2 separate regions of the Macaca mulatta genome follow, and region 1 is linked to region 2. The links are chromatin contacts, called in public Hi-C maps. All regions are on one chromosome and are shown on one strand. Each heading gives the region's core, a stretch centred on a gene start, on an enhancer-like site or on the middle of the called end of the contact. The rest is flanking DNA. Distances are from core to core; before and after follow the strand shown.

Evidence for each region. Hi-C and Micro-C count contacts between places; a contact is called where the count stands out from the background.
Region 1: a Hi-C map of blood shows a contact between it and region 2, with 2.8 times the contacts expected there. The contact joins the promoter of TMED9 here to the promoter of DDX41 in region 2. A contact is called at or near these places in 2 of 14 Hi-C or Micro-C datasets (blood and fetal cortex germinal zone).

The regions. Positions count from the first base shown.
Region 1 is chr6:186,581,914-186,585,440 of T2T-MMU8v2.0, forward strand. It overlaps TMED9 (transmembrane p24 trafficking protein 9), which reads left to right and starts at 2,262. Exons shown (of 5, transcript NM_001193984.2): 1 at 2,262-2,496; 2 at 2,673-2,773. The coding sequence starts at 2,313.
Region 2 is chr6:186,500,097-186,503,348 of T2T-MMU8v2.0, forward strand. It overlaps DDX41 (DEAD-box helicase 41), which reads right to left and starts at 1,401. Exons shown (of 16, transcript XM_015141528.3): 1 at 1,370-1,401; 2 at 1,176-1,286; 3 at 771-930; 4 at 602-676; 5 at 412-472; 6 at 168-304. The coding sequence starts at 1,396.

The sequences.
Region 1 (3,527 bases), core at 1,012-3,511, 83 kb after region 2:
GTGCACAAGGGTTCAATTTCCCCACATCCTTGTCAATGTTTGTACTTTCTTTTCCTTTTTTTTTCTAGTTGTCATCTTAATGGGTATATGACGTAGTATCTCATTGTTTTTTATCTCATTGTGAGTTGTGGTTCCCTAATGATTAGTGATGTTGAGCATCTTTTTGTGTGCTCACTGGCCACTTGTTGATCATTGGAAAAATGTCTATTCAAGTCCTTGTTATGATTTTTGAATCAGATAGTTCTTTTTTTTGTTGCTAGTTTTAGAAGTCTCTGCATATTCCAGATATTAATCCTTCGTCAGATATATGATTTGCAAATATTTTCTCCCATTCTGTGGGTTGCCTCTTTACTCTGCTACAGTGTCTTTTGATGCACAAAATGTTTTAATTTTCACAAAGTCCAGTTTGTCTATTTTTTCATTTGTGGCCTGTGCCTTTAGTGTCATATCCAGGAAGTCTGTTACCAAATCCGATGTGGTAAAGCCTTTGCTATATATTTTCTATGAGTTTTATGCTTTGGGATTTTTAAAGTTCTGGGTCTTTTTGAGAGAATTTTTATATATGGCGTTAGACAAGGATCCACCTTCACTTTTTTGCATGTGAATATCCAGTTTTCCCAGCACCATTTGTTGGAAAGACTGTCCCTCCTCCCTGCATTGAATGGGCTTGGCCTCCTTGTTAACAATTATTTGACCATATATGGGAGGGCATATCCTGGGGCTCTCTATTGTATTCCATTGGTCTATGTGTCTGTCTATACCCAGTACTACACTGTCTTGATGACTGAAGCTTGGAAGTAAGTTTAGAAACGAGGAAACGTACAGTGAAACCCCGTCTCTACTAAAAAAAATACAAAAAAACTAGCCGGGCGAGGTGGCGGGCGCCTGTAGTCCCAGCTACTCGGGAGGCTGAGGCAGGAGAATGGCCTGAACCCGAGAGGCGGAGCTTGCAGTGAGCTGAGATCCGGCCACTGCACTCCAGCAAGGGGGACAGAGTGAGACTCCGTCTCAAAAAAAAAAAAAAAAAAAAAAAAAAGAAACGAGGAAACGTGAGTTCTTCAGCTTTATTCTTCTTTTTTAGGATTGTTTTGGCTAATCAAGATCCCTTGAGAGTATATGAATTGGAGAATGAGTTTCTCTGTTTCTACAAAAATGTCATTGGGATTTTGATAGGGATTGCATTAAATCTGTAGATTGCTTTGGGTAGTATTGACATCTTAACTATATTAAGTAAGAATGATTTTTTTTTTTTTTTTTTTGAGGCGGAGTCTCGCTCTGTTGCCCAGGCTGGAGTGCAGTGGCCGGATCTCAGCTCACTGCAAGCTCCGCCTTCCGGGTATACGCCATTCTCCTGCCTCAGCCTCCTGAGTAGCGGGGACTACAGGCGCCCGCCACCTCGCCCGGCTAGTTTTTTTTGTATTTTTTAGCAGAGACGGGGTCTCACTGTGTTAGCCAGGATGGTCTCGATCTCCTGACCTCGTGATCCACCCGTCTCGGCCTCCCAAAGTGCTGGGATTACAGGCTTGAGCCACCGCGCCCGGCCAGAATGATTTTTATTACTGATTCAATCTCCTCACTAGTTATAGGTTTATTCGGATTCTGTTATCTACTCTGAGTCAGTTTTGCATTTCTATAAATTTGTCTATTTCATCTACTTTATCCAGTTTGTTGGCTTATATTTGCTCATAGTACTCTCTTATGATCCTATTTCTGTAGAATTGATAGTAACGAGTCATTGCAGTCGGGATCCGGCAGCAGAGGCTGTGTGTGTGTGTGTGTGTGTGTGTGTGTGTGTGTGTGTGTGTGTTGGTGGTCGGAGAAATGCTTGAGAGGGTATGAGGACAAATAAGTGGTAATGGGAGACCTTTTTTTTTTTCTTTTAATCTCGTTTGATAATACATTTGTGCATTATTTCGTCGTTCTCTTTAAATTCATTTTTTAAAGGTAGAAGCAAATCAAGAGTGGTAAATGCTGTGCCAAGGAAAGTCAGGGATCCTAGGTTCGAATCCTGTCCCCGTTCGCAATTCGCTCCGCGACCTCAAACAAACGACCTCAGTTTCATCTATAAAAAGCTGGTAACCATCGTCAGTTGCCAGGCCGTGAAGAGAGTCAACTGAAATAAGTTTTTATTCTAGGGCATCTGCTCTCTGTCAGGTAAGAGCCGCGCCCCAATCAGGTACTGCCGCGCCAGGGTCGCAGGACATCTCGGGATTTGTGGTCCACCGGCGGAACTCGCGGTCCCGGCAGGCACCGCGGCGGCGGCAGGGCGACGTGGCGCGGCCGGTTGCGGCTGCGCAGGCTGGTGGAGCAAGATGGCTGTGGAGCTGGGCGTGCTGGTTGTCCGGCCCTGGCCCGGAACCGGGCTGGGCAGAGTGATGCGGACTCTTCTGCTGCTACTGTGGTTGGCGACGCGCGGAAGCGCGCTCTACTTTCACATCGGAGAGACGGAGAAGAAGTGCTTTATTGAGGAGATCCCGGACGAGACCATGGTCATAGGTGCGGGGGCGGGGAGGAAGGGGCGAGTTTGGGACGTGACCGTGGTCTTGGGGCAGGGGATGCGCGACAGTCAGCTCTCTAGAGCCGAGAGGAGATGGCCTCGCTGTGCCCAGGCGGTCGGGGAGCCCATGCCACCTCGCGCTCCTCTGACCTGGGCTCGCCCTACTTCCCTCCAGGAAACTACCGGACGCAGCTGTATGACAAGCAGCGGGAGGAGTACCAGCCGGCCACCCCGGGGCTTGGCATGTTTGTGGAGGTGAAGGACCCAGAGGACAAGGTGAGCCAATCCCCCCCCCGTTCCTTTCCATCAAGCTTTCAGCCAGGCAGGCTCTGGCACTTCCTCTTCTAGTTCCTGCATCTGCTGCAGTGGGAGAGACAGTTGATGTTGTGGGAATATCCTGACTGTTGCATGACCCTGCCAAGTTACTTACCTTCCCGGAACCATTTTCCCGGTCTGTGAAATGGGCGGATTAATTGTGGTGATAAAAATCAAAGAGTTTTGTCAACTCTTAAAGCCATCTAGACTTTAAGATTTCACAGAACGTGATACTTTCCCCACAAAATGAGCTGCTTTTAATCTTCACAAATAAGGGGATATGAAAACGAACGGCAAAATCCTTCAGCTGTCACCTTCTGTCAACTTTCATTAGAAAACAAACTCACGGGGGGTGTGGTGGCTCATGCCTGTAATCCCAGCACTTTGGGATGCTGAGGCGGGTGGATCACTTGAGGCTAGGAGTTCAAGACCAGCCTGGGCAACCCCCGTCTGGCAAATCCCGTATCTGGTAAAAATACAAAAAAAAAAAAAAAAAAAAAAAAAAAGCCAGGTGTGGTGGCACACACCTGTAATCCCAGATACTTGGGAGGCTGAGGCACTATAATCGCTTGAACCCAGGAGGCTGAGGCTGCAGTGAACTGAGATAGCACCATGGCAGTCCAGCTGGGACAACAGAGTGAGACTGTCTCAAAAACAAAAACAAAAACCCAAAAAGCAACTCACACCAGAAGAGTTGAAAGGGCATGAACTATAA
Region 2 (3,252 bases), core at 151-2,650:
CATGTACAGCTGGGGCAACAAGGAACCTAAAGAAACTTCTCCTCAAATCCCTCCAGCCCCAGTGACTGGATCCAGTGCAGATGTGGCTGAACTCAGGGTGGGCTCGGACATAACCTCACAGGCATTTGATTATAAAAGTGTGGGATCTCTCTCCGCTCCCTGACTACCTGCAGGAAACTTCATTTCCTTGAAGCTCTTGATGGGTGGTGGAATACCGTCTCCCTCCACCAGGATGTGGTATTTCTTCCGCACGCGCTCATGTCGCTCTTCAGACATGCTCAGGACATAACGGGGCGGAGTCCAGCTGTGGATGGGTAACAGGGATCAAGAGAGCTCTGGGAACAGCTGGCCTGGGAGCAACCCTGCATGTACCATCCTAAGCAAGGGCAACTGCAGACTGTACAAACATACCTGGTTTTGATGGGGTCATCATATGTGATGCCCTTGGCCATCTCCTTCACTGACATCAATGCTGAGGAGAAAGACATGGCTCAGGACTGGCTCCTACTTCTGAGAAGCCAGATCCCTTGAGATATAACATGCCTGGGGCTGGGAAGAGGAGACTCAGTCTACCTTCTCACTATCCTGGCTACAACCATACCTCGGCCCTCAGCCACACTCTCCAGGATCTTCTCTTCTTCCTTCAGCTGCTTCTCCTTGGCAGACTCTTTGCGGGCTGAGAAAAGAAGTGGAAGATGTCAGACAGATACCAACACGGTGCGCCAGGCTCGGCTTCTCCTTTCCCGCCCCGGCAGTGCTGCCCAGCCCACCTTCAGCCTTCTCTTTAAGGTGCTGGTGCTGATCCAGGAGGCTGACGTTGGACTGAGGGCCTAGCGGGATGTCGTCCTCATCTCCCCGGGGTTCACTACCGCTGTCCTGCTGCTCTTCCTCCGCAGCTCCCTTCCGTCTTCGCTGCAGCAGCTTCTGGAGCTGAGGTTCCACCCGGGCCCCACAGATAGAATGGGAATGGGGTCCACAGGGCCAGCGTCAGGATCCTGGCTTTGGGACGAGGATCCTGTGCCCGAGGCGCAGAACCGCCCTACCCCTCAGATCAGGCCGTCGGTCCCTCGTTTGTCTGGGGGCCGCGCCCCGGTGTACTGAAGCTCACTCCTCAGACTGCCCTCCCTACGACCGGCGGTCACGGCCCCATCCCTCCCCGGACGCGGGCCCCTCACCAGTAGCTGCCGGCGCTGCCGTAACGGCACATAGGGCACGTAGTCCTCGTCGTCCTCATCCTCCGCCTCGGAGCGGCTTCCTCCGGCAGGCACCTCGTCGGTGCGAGCCCGCTGCAAGCACACGTAAGTCAGGCACGGCCTGCTCCCCACTTCACGCCCGCTCTCACCCGCGAGGAGCCTCGCCTCTCTCCTACCTTCCGTTCGGGTTCCGACTCCTCCATTCTTTGCTGCACGCATGCGCGCCACGGCGAAACCCCGCCTCATCTTTGCGTGGGACCCAATCCGATGTGAAGAAGCGAACGTCGGCGCCTAGCAACGACCTCGGAGTTCCGGATCGCGCAGAGGGACAAATTTGCTCCGGAGCTGCTCTCGCACGGCGAAGCGTCGACGCTTTCATGGGTGGTTACGCGACAGTTGCCAGGACCGAGGGCGAAACCGGCCGCAAGGCATTGTGGGACACCGGAGGACTTGGAGCATGCGCTAAAAGGCTCAACCCAGGCCCACTGGAAGAGGAAGACGCACGCAGCGGAGACCGCTGATCCGGAGTCGGGGCGGGCCGGCGGGTGCCCAACCTCTCCCTGAGCATGGCGTCTTGGGCACGCCCCTACCGGCGGACAGTGCGTCCTCTAGGGCCGGGAGCGCTGGGCCGAGTCCGCGTGGGCCGCCTGCGCTTCCATCCCTGCCAGGGCCGCCGGGGTTGCGGGATAAACCGCTCCACGCACCCTGCCGCCCTGACTGCGCCTGTGTGACACCTATGTTCAGTGGTGGGGGACGCATCAGAAACGGATGGCAGTGGTTTTGAACTGGGAGGCCTTGTATAAATGTAAACGGTTATTACTGTAAATGCCCTAACAGAGCTGCCTGGCGGGCGCTTCCAGGGAAGCGTGGGAATCTCAGGCTGGGAGAGGAGAGGCGTCCTGGGTCAGGGCGCTGCAGGAATACAGGTCTGGCGATGTGCAAGTACACAGATTCACCAGGCAACAGCATTGCGGCTAGGGTGGGATGGGGAAGCCGGAGCTAAGGCCAGAAAAGGAGATTGCGACCAGAGCATACCTGCTGTGACTCTCAGAGTAAGTGGTTTCAACTTTAATATTAGAGACTTCTAAGGAGGAATGACTTGGTCAGCTCTGTGCTTTCTTTCCTTCAAAAGTGTGTGCTGGGCATTGGTACTGCGCTCAAGCAGATGATAATCAAGACACATACCTGGTGTGCGAGGAGCTTATGGATTAGTTGACACTAGAAATATAGACAGATAACTGGTCTTGAAGTTAAAGATCCTGGGGGCCGGGCGCGGTGGCTCACGCCTGTAATCCCAACACTTTGGGAGGCCGAGGCGGGCGGATCACGAGGTCAGGAGATCGAGACCATCCTGGCTAACACAGTGAAATCCCGTCTCTACTAAAAATAAAAAAATTAGCCGGGCGTGGTGGCGGGCGCCAGTGGTCCCAGCTACTCGGGAGGCTGAGGCTGGAGAATGGTGTGAACCCGGGAGGCGGAGCTTGCAGTGAGCCGAGATGGTGCCACCGCACTCCAGCCTGGGTGACAGAGCGAGACTCCATCTCAAAACAAACAAACAAAAAACCTAAGACAAGGTACCGCTTTTGGAAGTGTCATAGTTTTCATAGTACAATGGCCTCTTAGCTGGGATATGAAGGATATACAGGAATTCACGAAAAACGGGGAAAATTAAAGGAAGAGGAAAATATGTGAAAGTTGGGAGACCTGCGGTTGTGAGACCTTACTGGAGAGGAAGGTCGTCCAGCATGGCTGGAACAAGTACTGGAGTCAGGGCCCCAGGCACGAAGGTCCCAAATGCCACAGAAGTCATGGTAGATGGGCTGCTTGATCAGACCTGCAAATTTTGAATGAAGCAGAATTTTAGGTAGTGTTGCCAATTCAACTGCAGGGCAGGAGTGTAGTACAAGAGCCCATGGGAGAGGGGAACACAGCCAATAAATTTACAGAGAAAGGTTTCACAGGGATTTCACAGCGTCCACATTTCCCTTGGGGATTGGGAAAGGCCAGGGACCAGGAATTGTGAGTCTGTGGGCACTGCTGTTCTTTTCTTTAGTAAAGA